Regions from separate parts of the Muntiacus reevesi genome. Here region 2 is linked to region 1. A link is a contact called in public Hi-C data. All regions are on one chromosome and are shown on one strand. The core of a region is the stretch at or near the end of the contact, and the rest is flanking DNA. Distances in the headings are between cores, read along the strand shown. Region 1 holds the start of RBSN (rabenosyn, RAB effector). Region 2 holds the start of NR2C2 (nuclear receptor subfamily 2 group C member 2).

Region 1 (4,894 bases), core at 1,299-3,798:
TATATTGACCTTCCCCACTGCTGCTGTGGAGCAGTCTCTCAGAGCTTCTGAGATGCTGCCTCCCAGGCCGCAGTCCTCATTTTGCCCCAAATAAAACTTAACTCACAACTCTCAAGTTGTACATCTTTTTTTAGTTGACAGTGACAACCACAGGAGCTGATAAAAACCATCCCACAAGTTAAAGCTCCCAGTGACAGAACAGGATAAGCAGGAAATCCTAGCCTCTTACTTTTAATTTGCCCTTTGACATCACGGTCTTCCCCGGAGTGCTCTTCCTCATAATGTGACTGCAGCTGATAGAAAGACTGCAGGTCCTTCAGGCACAAAGGGCAGAGGAAGCCCTCTCTCACTTCTCCTGGGTCATCCAGAGACGCCATGGGGTGTCTCTCTCAACCCCCACAACGCAGGGCCCTCATGCCAAGAGTCAGCTGGATTCCTCCACAAGAGACAAGGGATCCCGCAGCATGAGCTTAGACAAGGGATCAAGCAGCACCCAGACGCTGGGGAAGTGGCATCATAGTCCTGGATGAGGTGTCCTCTCTGGAGTAGAAGTCCTGAGAAAGGAAAAAAGAAAAGAGGGGGGAACAAAGTCAGGCAAATTAGCAGCAACTGAGAACCTTCCTTGTTCTTTTCACAATTCAAGATAGGTACTGAATGTTTTCCAGTGCAAGTCTGAGAATACAAACTGCTTTCTCAAATCCTTAGATGGAAACCTAAACTTTCTAAGAGACCATCACTGGGCAACAGCAACTCAATGAAGGGGGAAGCACAGACTCCTGAAGAAAAGAAATAAAAATATAACGTCAAAAGTGTCAATTCTCTAACATTTATTCCAACTTCATAATGTGTATACCATGTCTGAAGTAGTTCTCAACAAGTGCAAGTTTTTACTTGACTCTCTCTCCCTTGACCATTTTATTCAACTACATATATGGAGTTTTTGCATCTGTGTCAGAAATGCACTGATGTAAAAGGGATAGCATCTATCCTAGAAACCAAACAGAAATTCCAACTTCAGTCTAAGGAACAGCATTAGAAACTTGAGCGATCAGAAAGAAAAGTCTACTTTGATAGCCTCGAACTGAAAATAACACAAATACTTATCAAAAGAAGAAAAATATATTTCGTGCCTTATGTTTGTACAATACTTGTTCTCCAATAAACTTACTAGACTTTATAAACCAGCACGCCTAACGTTCTCCCTGCCTCAAAAATAAAAGAACCCAGTGCTTAAACAATTCAGAGTTTAATAAGTTACATTTTCAGTTTTATCCAGCCTGGACAAAGTCACTTTCAATGTCAACTTGGAAAGACTCCCAGCCATAGGGAAAACGTAGGCAAAACCATTCCAACAAAGCAGAGAAATTTCTCAAGAATCTGAGGCCAAAAACGAGGGTGGAGAGTGAGGAGGAACGTATGAACCTCAGCTTTGAGCTGCGGATGGACCCGCTTACAGGGCCACTGAAGAGGGACTGCCCAGTCATCAAAGCGAAACGGGTCGGTGACCCAGGAAATAAACAAATGAAACACGAGGTTCCTGTTTTCTTTCTCCAGTGAAAAAGCCCGATGATTACACACACTCACTTCTCAGCCCCTTTTCCAGACAGCCGCTGAAAGAACAAGCAGTTCCTAGCCAGAGGCTCACGTGAGCCTCTTCTCTTCCCACTCACCCAACCAGCCGCAAATCCAAAACACTCCCGAAATCTCAAGGCACCCTCAGGTCCTCGGAAAAGCGCTGCTCACGGTGTTCTCCTGCCCATAGCCCTGCACCTCTCTTCACAGCACTAACCTCAATTTGCAATCACAGGTACACAAAGCGACTAAAATCCACAGCCTGTGAGCAGTGTGACGGCAGAGGCCACGTCCACGTTCTCACCACCACACCCGCTGGGTCAGTACCCGGCACGAACCTCCGACGATCCCAGTAACGCCCCGGGAGGGAATGAATGAATGAACGAAGTCTAAGATCACAAAACCAAACACCCACCACAAACCACCTGGCTGGGCCCCACGTCCACAACACAAGCGGGCCCCTCACACCCGAAATCCCGTCCGAAACCCAAGTAAGGCCCACGGTTCCTGCATCTCCTCGTCCGGCGCGAGAGCCGCCGGCCGCTCTCTGCCCCCCGGGACCACGCAGCCCCCGCCGCAGGACCCGAGGCCGCTAAGGCGGCCCCGCGCAGCCGCGGCCGGAGTAAACGCACCGCGGACACTCGGGCGGGACGCGCGGCAGAAGAGGCCAGCGCCCGGCCCGCAAGTCACACCCACCACACAGGGCCACCAACCGCCTGTCTGCTTGCCGAAGCGGTCCGGCGCCCCGACGCGGGGACCCGCCTGGCCCTCTCTGTACCCCGCTTGGGACCCCGCGGGCGCGCAGGCCTGTCCAGCCCTCAAAGGCGGGCTCTGGGCCTCCACGAGCCTTCACTCGGGCGCGGCCGCCATCTCCATCAGCAGCTCGGCGCTCGGCAGGCACGCCTGCGGCGGCACCGACACCAAAACACCGGGGGAGCGAAGACCTAGGAGCGCCGAGTAGTCGAGAGGCCGAGAATTCCCCAGAACGGCGCAGCGGCGGCCTCTGCGCAGGCGCCGGAGCGAGTGGCCGGGGACGCTCCTTGATTTTACGTTTTTCCCAACCCCGGAAGTTGGGGTGGTTGTTCAAGGGCTAAGTAGTGTCTGACGCCTTGCGACCCCACGACTGCAGCATGCCAGGCTTCCCTATCCTCTCTCGGTGTCTCTCTCGGAGTTTGCTCAAACTCATGTCCATCGAGTGGTGATGCCATCCAACCCGCTCATCCCCTTCCCTCCCACCTTCAATTTTTCCCAGCATCAGGGTCTTTTCAGTGAGTCAGCTCTTCGCGTCACGTGGCCAAGGTACCGAAAGTTCAACTTCAGCATCAGTCCTTCCAATGAATATTCAGGGTTGATTTCCATTAGGATTGACTGGTTTGATGTCCTTGCAGTCCAAGGGACTCTCAAGGTTCTCCTCCACGATCACAATTGGAAAACGTCAATTGTTTGGCACTCAGCCTTCTTTACGGACCAACTCTCACATCCTTACGTAACTACTGGAAGTTCAGGGGCTGGGAGTAGGGGGGCGGGGGTGGGGGTAAGTGAAGTTAAACCCCACCCCTTGCTTTCCACTCCATTGCACAAATTGGAAAACTGAGCCTTGTAGCCCTTTAGGCCTTGGCCAAGGTGTGCGGTATATGAGGCATCCAGTGGTCTTTAATGCCTCCTCCAGACCAACAACTGCAGTTCTATTAATAAATTAATTAGAAACAATAAAAATTCTGGGGTTTCCCAGGTGATTCAGTGGTAAAGAATCCTCCAGGCAATGCAGGAGATGTGGGTTCAATCCCTGGGTAGGGAAGATCCCCTGGAGGAGGAAATGGCAACCCACTCCAGTATGCTTGCCTGGAAAATCCCACGGACAGAGGAGCCTGGTGGGCTACAATCAGTGGGGTCCCAAATAGTCACACACAACTGAGCACATATACCTAGTACATAAAGTTCCTGACAGCTAGAGAGAAAAGGCGTATTTGAGAAACATGCAGTATGTGGAGCCGTCTGGAATATTACTGCATGAGCTTAAGCTTGAAATAAGACAGAGGATCCAACCCCAGCACATATAGTGTGGTCAGGAAAATCTGTGAATCTTCAAATGCAAAACGTGGTGGCAGTGAGACATCACCTTGTAACTGAGTGGCTGTATCACAAAGAAATGTGTTGATGAAGATGGGAACTGGGAATGATGCAGCCACTCTGGAAAACAGTATGGAGTGCCTCAAAACATTAAAAACAGAGCTGCAATAGGGTTCGTTAATTGTGCTTCTAGGTTTTATCTGAAGAAAAGACTAACTGAAAAAGGTATCTGCATCCACTTAGCTATTGCAGCATCTCTTACAAGAGGCAAGATATAGAAACGACCTAGAGTATCCAGGGATGGATGAATGGATTAAAAAAAAAGGGGACCCAAAAAAAGGGGGGGTGCTCATTATATTCACCGTGGGCCTTGGTGACCCTGACTGCTTTGACATCCCTAAATCTGAGGAGCTTTGGATCCCAGGGCTGTACTACAGTGGGGCTGAGGGAGGTAAGACAGGATAGTCTGGCAAATGACCCCATTTGGGCCTCTAATACCTCATCCACACTGGTGAAGACCAAACTCTCCTGACCCAGGCAGGTGCTGCAGCAGTATAACCAGACCTACTGCACCCAAATGACGGTGGACATGAAAGATGCAAGAACTTCGAAAAGTCAACTGGTCTCCAAATAACCTAGTGGTAGGGTAGCCATAGTGGTTGGACTGTAAGGAGATCCAACCAGTCCATCCTAAAGGAGATCAGTCCTGAGTGTTCATTGGAAGGACTGATGTTGAAGCTGAAACTCCAATACTTTGGCCACCTGATGCGAAGAGCTGACTCATCTGAAAAGACCCTGATGCTGGGAAAGATTGAGGGCAGAAGGAGAAGGGGACGACAGAGGATGAGGTGGTTGGATGGCATCATCAACTCAATGGACATGAGTTTGGGTAAACTCTGGGAGTTGGTGACGGACAGGGAGGCCTGCGTGCTGCAGTCCATGGGGTCGCGAAGAGTCGGACACGACTGGCAACTGAACTGAACTGAGGGTAGCCTTCCTCCTCATAGTCACACCACCGATGAACCACAGCACACTCACCGTAGAGGTTTATTGCAAGGGTGGACATTTGCCCTAGGTGGGGGTGAAGGGGCGAAGCTTAAGGGGGAAGAAGTAATAAGACACAAGCCCTCGACTGTTTGCTCTGGTACATTCCACTCTAATTCACAAGCCAGGACAAAGACATTCATCAAAGTTCTGATCGTAGACCAAACCAGAGTCGTACAAGAAGAACTGCTGCCACCTCATGGCTAGT
Region 2 (4,894 bases), core at 1,650-4,149, 190 kb before region 1:
GAGAAAAGGACAGGGCTCGTTTCAGGACAGGCTCAGCGTGGGCAGATGCTGAGGAGATGAACATACCAGCGCTGGGTCCTACCAGACAGATCATTCCCCCAACGGTTCTGTGACTGAGTGGTCTTCAGGCACAGTCAAGAAGTCAAAAAAAATTCTTGAACAAAAAGTTTTCTTTTTGCCCCATGTTTTTGGAATTCGATCAGTGATTTGAGCCTGCGGCATGCATCAGAATGATATGGGGTGCCCAGTAGACACGCTGATGCCAGGCCCCACCCGGAGTTTTCAGACCCAGCACGCGCCTGGCAGTTCTGAAGTGCACTCCCCAATCAAGAATAGTTTAAAGGCTGATAAAACAACTTTCAAAGCACTGTGAATGCAAATGTGGAGACTTTGTATTAACAGTCAAAAAAAGAAAAGTATACCTAGTGTAAGACAATGTGTGTATTTTTGTTATTATAAAATCCATCAAGTGGTACAAAGCCACTTAAGAGTTACCACTAAAAACTTCCGTCCAACACACAGTGGAGCAAAAAAACTGGCGCTGGCAGTGCCTACCTGTTTGCAGAGGCCGTTACCTGCTGATCCTGTAACAGCAGTCTGCGTGTGCCTGTCCTTGTGCTTCTGTTTCCTGAGGCAGAAAAGTGCTCAAGATTAAGAAGCCTTGTTATTAAAAAAATTTTTTAAGTCTTTATTGAACTTGTTACAATATTGCTTCTGTTTTTTTGCCCACAAGGCATGTGGGGTCTCAGCTCCCGACCAGGCCTCCTCTTCCTTGCATTGGAAAGCCAAGGCTTATCATTGGACCTCCAGGAAGGCCCTGCTATTACTTTTAATATCAACATTAACCAAGGTTTTTACTGGCAATTTACTGACTACCACTACAAACAGAGCAAACTGATATGACATGGCTTACAACATAAAAGTTCAAAAGGACTAGATCAGAGCTTTGGCTTCATTTTCTGCACCTGTAGCACCAGAAAGGTCACTTATCTGGTCATCAGTTCCTTCACCTCAGTAAAATGAAATAACAGTGCCTTGTTCACAGAACTGTGAGTATTAAATGGAGAAAATCAAAAGCCATCACAGAAACATTAAGTATTGTTTAGTATTCATTTCAAAATCTAGTACAATTGTAATTTGTTTGCCCCTTCCCCCCCCCAAAAAAACCACAAAGAACCTCAATGTGTGTATTTTAAAGCTATAGCTAGAAGCGGTAATACAACACTGAAAACTTAATTTGAAAACAATTACAAAGCAGTACATGTTTACAAGGATTTATCATCAAAATACTGTGTTCCCTTAGGCATATCATTTGACCTTTCTGGTTCTCATCTTCCTCTTCCTTGAGAGGTGAAAACAAGAAAAATGGGTGTGTTAAAGCATTTCCTATCAAATAAAAACATTACAAAATTATGGACAAAATACTCAAAGTTGAGGTCACACTGATAAAAGCTAAATGGCTACTGGTTGGAAAAAAACAAACGGTTAAATCATCCATCTTGGAGTCAGAATTTACTCATAATAAACAAGAAAAGTTCAAGGAAAAAATCAATCAGCGGATCTTATGCCTACAAAGCACGGTGATCAAGCAGTCTGGCCTATGCAGTTGAGGGCGTCCCAAATAAAACGGCAGTCCGCACCATGCAAAGCAAGTCAAACCATCACTGAGAGAAATACCTAGTGAATACCTCCAACCCAGATTCATAGGCTCAAGAGAAGCAACTGTATTTATATACGTAAGCAACTCTACAAGGGGTTTGTTTGTATACACTTGAGCACTGTTGCACTTCATTGGTAGGACTGATACTGAAGCTGAAGCTCCAATCCTTTGGCCACCTGATGGGAAGAACTGACTCATTGGAAAAGACCCTGATGCTGTCAAAGCCTGAAGGCAGGAGAAGGGGACGGCAGAGGATGAGAAGGTTGGATGGCATCACCGACTGGATGGACGTGAGTTTGAGCAAGCTCCGGGAGTTAGTGATGGACAGGGAGGCCTGGCGTGCTGCAGTCCACGGGGTCGCAAAGAGTCGGACACGACTGAGCGACTGAACTGAACGGAAGCACTGTTGTTCAGTTTCAAACCGCGAGGAGACTCTGGACGTTAAGACTTGGGGTATATATTCCAGAAAAGACAGTGACAGGTTTGGCAGGGCTTCAACACGTTACCTGATAGTCCCAGAAGCTGGTGCATCCTCGGATCATCCGCACCGAGGGCACGAACAGGTCAACGCCCACCCAACAAACCACCCACTTCCGCCCTCCGGGCGCTCCGCCGCCATCACTTCTTCAGTCCACAAGCACAGAGGCTTCGGCTGGGCTCGGCGGAGGCCGGGGTGGGGGACGTTACGGCGAGAACGCGGCCCCCGCCCGGCCTCGAGGAGCTTGCGGGCCCCCCGGGAGGGGCGGGCGGGCCACCCCGAATAACGGGAGGCCGGCGTTCCCGGTTTTTGACAACGACCAGTCAACCCCTCGCCCCGATGACCGCGGCGTTTAACCTCCGTGGTGGCCGTATGGCGGCGCGACCGAGCCCGGGCGGAGACCCCAGCGGACACCGGAGCCGCCGCCCGGGCCGCGGCCGCGGAGGGGCCGGCCGGAGCAGCGCGGCCGGCGCGTTCCGGCGCGCGCGCGCGCCTCAGCCAATCGCGTGCTCGCCCGCCCCCCGCGACCGCGTCGAGGCTGGCGCTGGGAAGAGGAAGAAGAACATTCGCCCTCCTCCTCCCAGCGCGCGGGCGGCGGCGGCGGCGGCGGCACCGGGGTCACGAACTCTGACCTTTCACTGACAAAAACAATAACAAACCCCTCCTTCCCCGCGACCCCGGCGGCGCCTCCGGGCCCGCCCCCGCCGTCCAGCTCCCACCTCGGCGTCCCGTCTCTCGCCAGCTGCCCCGCGAGCCTAAGCGGCCCGGGGGCTCCCGCCAAACGCCGACGCCGGGAAGCCGGCCTCCTCCCCGCGTCCTGCCCTCCGCGCCGGGGGCCGACCCGCCGCAGACACGGGACCTGCTTCGAGGCCGCTTTGGCGCCAAATCCTGAGGTAAAAATTGAAGGGAAAAAAAAAAAAAGGGGGCCGGGGCGGGCTCGGGCCGGCGGCGGAGGGGGCGGGCCTGGCGCGCGGACATGGAGGCGCCGCGGCGGCTGAACCCGACCCTTTTACCTTTGCCACGGGGCGGTGGCGCCGGCCGCTTTGCATAGTGGGCCGGGCCGCTCCCCTCCCCTCCCCGCCCGCGGCCGGCGAGGCGAGCGGGCTCCCCCTGACCGGCCCGGCCGGCGCGAGGGTGGGGGCGGAGGGGGGACACGGCTGCCCCGCCTCACAGTTGGCCCTCCGCCAGCGCCGCCATTTTGTCCTCGGCGGCGACGGCTCCGGCTGGGCCGGGCTCCCCTCCTCCTCCTCCTTCATCGCCTGCTCCTCCCCAGAGCCCTCCTTCCCTCGCTCCCCGGCTCCTCTCCCCTCCGCTTCCCGCCCGCCGTTGGCGACCGCCGTGGCCCAACCGCCGTTTCTGTTTTTTTTCCCCCCACCCGAAGGGGAGGGTTGGAGGAAAGGGAGGAAGGCGGGTGTGCGGGTGCGACCTTCTGAGTGACAGCTGAGGGGGTCAATTGGCGCCCAGTTAGGAGGGCCGGGACTCGCGGCCCCGCCCCCTGAGCCTCTGCTGATTGGGCTCTGCTGGCAGGGGTTGTCCCCTCGCGGCGCGGGAGCCCTTGGCGGGGCGGGAGCAGAGACCGGGGCGCGGCGTGGGGGCCTGGGGGCGGGGCGTTGGGCCTCGGGGCGGGGCGCGGCCGGGGGCGCGAGGGACGCTCGGGGACGCGGCGAAGGCCGGGGCGCGTCCGCCGCCTGGAGTGCGTCCGGAAAGAGCGCTGCTGAACAATAGTAATAAAGGTGAAGCATCCTGAACCCAGGGCCGTCGGCCCGTGGGATAGGGCTTTGTGGAATCGACACCTCTTAGGGCTCCTGCCCGTGTTGTCGGCGCGGCTGCGGGCGAATCCCCTTCCTGAGGCTCAATTTCATCGACCCTAAAATGGGAGAATGGGCGTTCTTACCAGGCCGGACCTCCCTTGTCAGCTCGTGTGAGATGCTCAACTCAGAAAATGGAGCCCAGGCTACTTTGCAAGCCTCGAGTCCTGCAGAAGTGTTGTTATTTTTGAAAATGGAGTGTGGAGCCTCCTGGAGTGGAAAGCTTACGGGTATGGAGGGCTTCAGAGAACAGAGTATTGTCTTTTCATTAGTTGGTTAAATATGTATTCGCTCAGCCCAGGGTACTGGGATACATTCAGAGAACCAGGTAGACCAGGCCCCTGCTCTCCTAGAATCGGGGGTGGGGGGTGGTGTGTTGCAGGCCTGAGAAAACTGTCATTGAGTGGTCAGGGAGGCCCTCTGTGAGAAGGTGATTGAGTAGAAGAAACCAAGGGAGGAATAGCATGGGAGAGAGAAAAGGGCCAGTGCAGAGCCCCGGGAGGGAAGGGCGTTTGGTGTGCAGTGAGGCTGGCCAGTTAGTTCATTGCTCCATCCGTTCCCCCCCTCCACCTCCGAGCTAAAGTCTGTGAAATATAAGGTAACGGAGAAGAATAATCAACGAGACTCAAGGAAAATAAAGCCATGAAATGCATAGTTGTTGAATACATGACTTGGTGGGAAAGCATCAGAAAATCACTTTACTTCCACATTAAAATCCTTTATCATCCCTTCAATTCCTCAGATACTTGCTGAGCCCCACTGTTACCCAGGTGCTAGATGATTTAGACATTGGTGGGTGTCAAGTATGTGAATGTAACTCCAAACACCTGCGTTCTGTTCTGTCCCTCTTCCCTCAATATATTTGCATACATACACACCTACAGACAGATGTTGTAGGCAGAAGCTAGTATTGTGGTTAACAGTGCCAGTATTTACTAGTCCTGTGAC

What was found. A called contact is a pair of places that touch in the nucleus more often than the background predicts.
Region 2: a Hi-C map of muscle shows a contact between it and region 1, with 5 times the contacts expected there. The contact joins the promoter of NR2C2 here to the promoter of RBSN in region 1. A contact is called at or near these places in 2 of 3 Hi-C or Micro-C datasets (blood and muscle).

The regions. Positions count from the first base shown.
Region 1 is chr4:114,945,605-114,950,498 of mMunRee1.1, reverse strand. It overlaps RBSN (rabenosyn, RAB effector), which reads right to left and starts at 2,548. Exons shown (of 12, transcript XM_065933966.1): 1 at 2,351-2,548; 2 at 230-554. The coding sequence starts at 377.
Region 2 is chr4:115,135,702-115,140,595 of mMunRee1.1, reverse strand. It overlaps NR2C2 (nuclear receptor subfamily 2 group C member 2), which reads left to right and starts at 2,899. Exons shown (of 16, transcript XR_010663021.1): 1 at 2,899-3,031.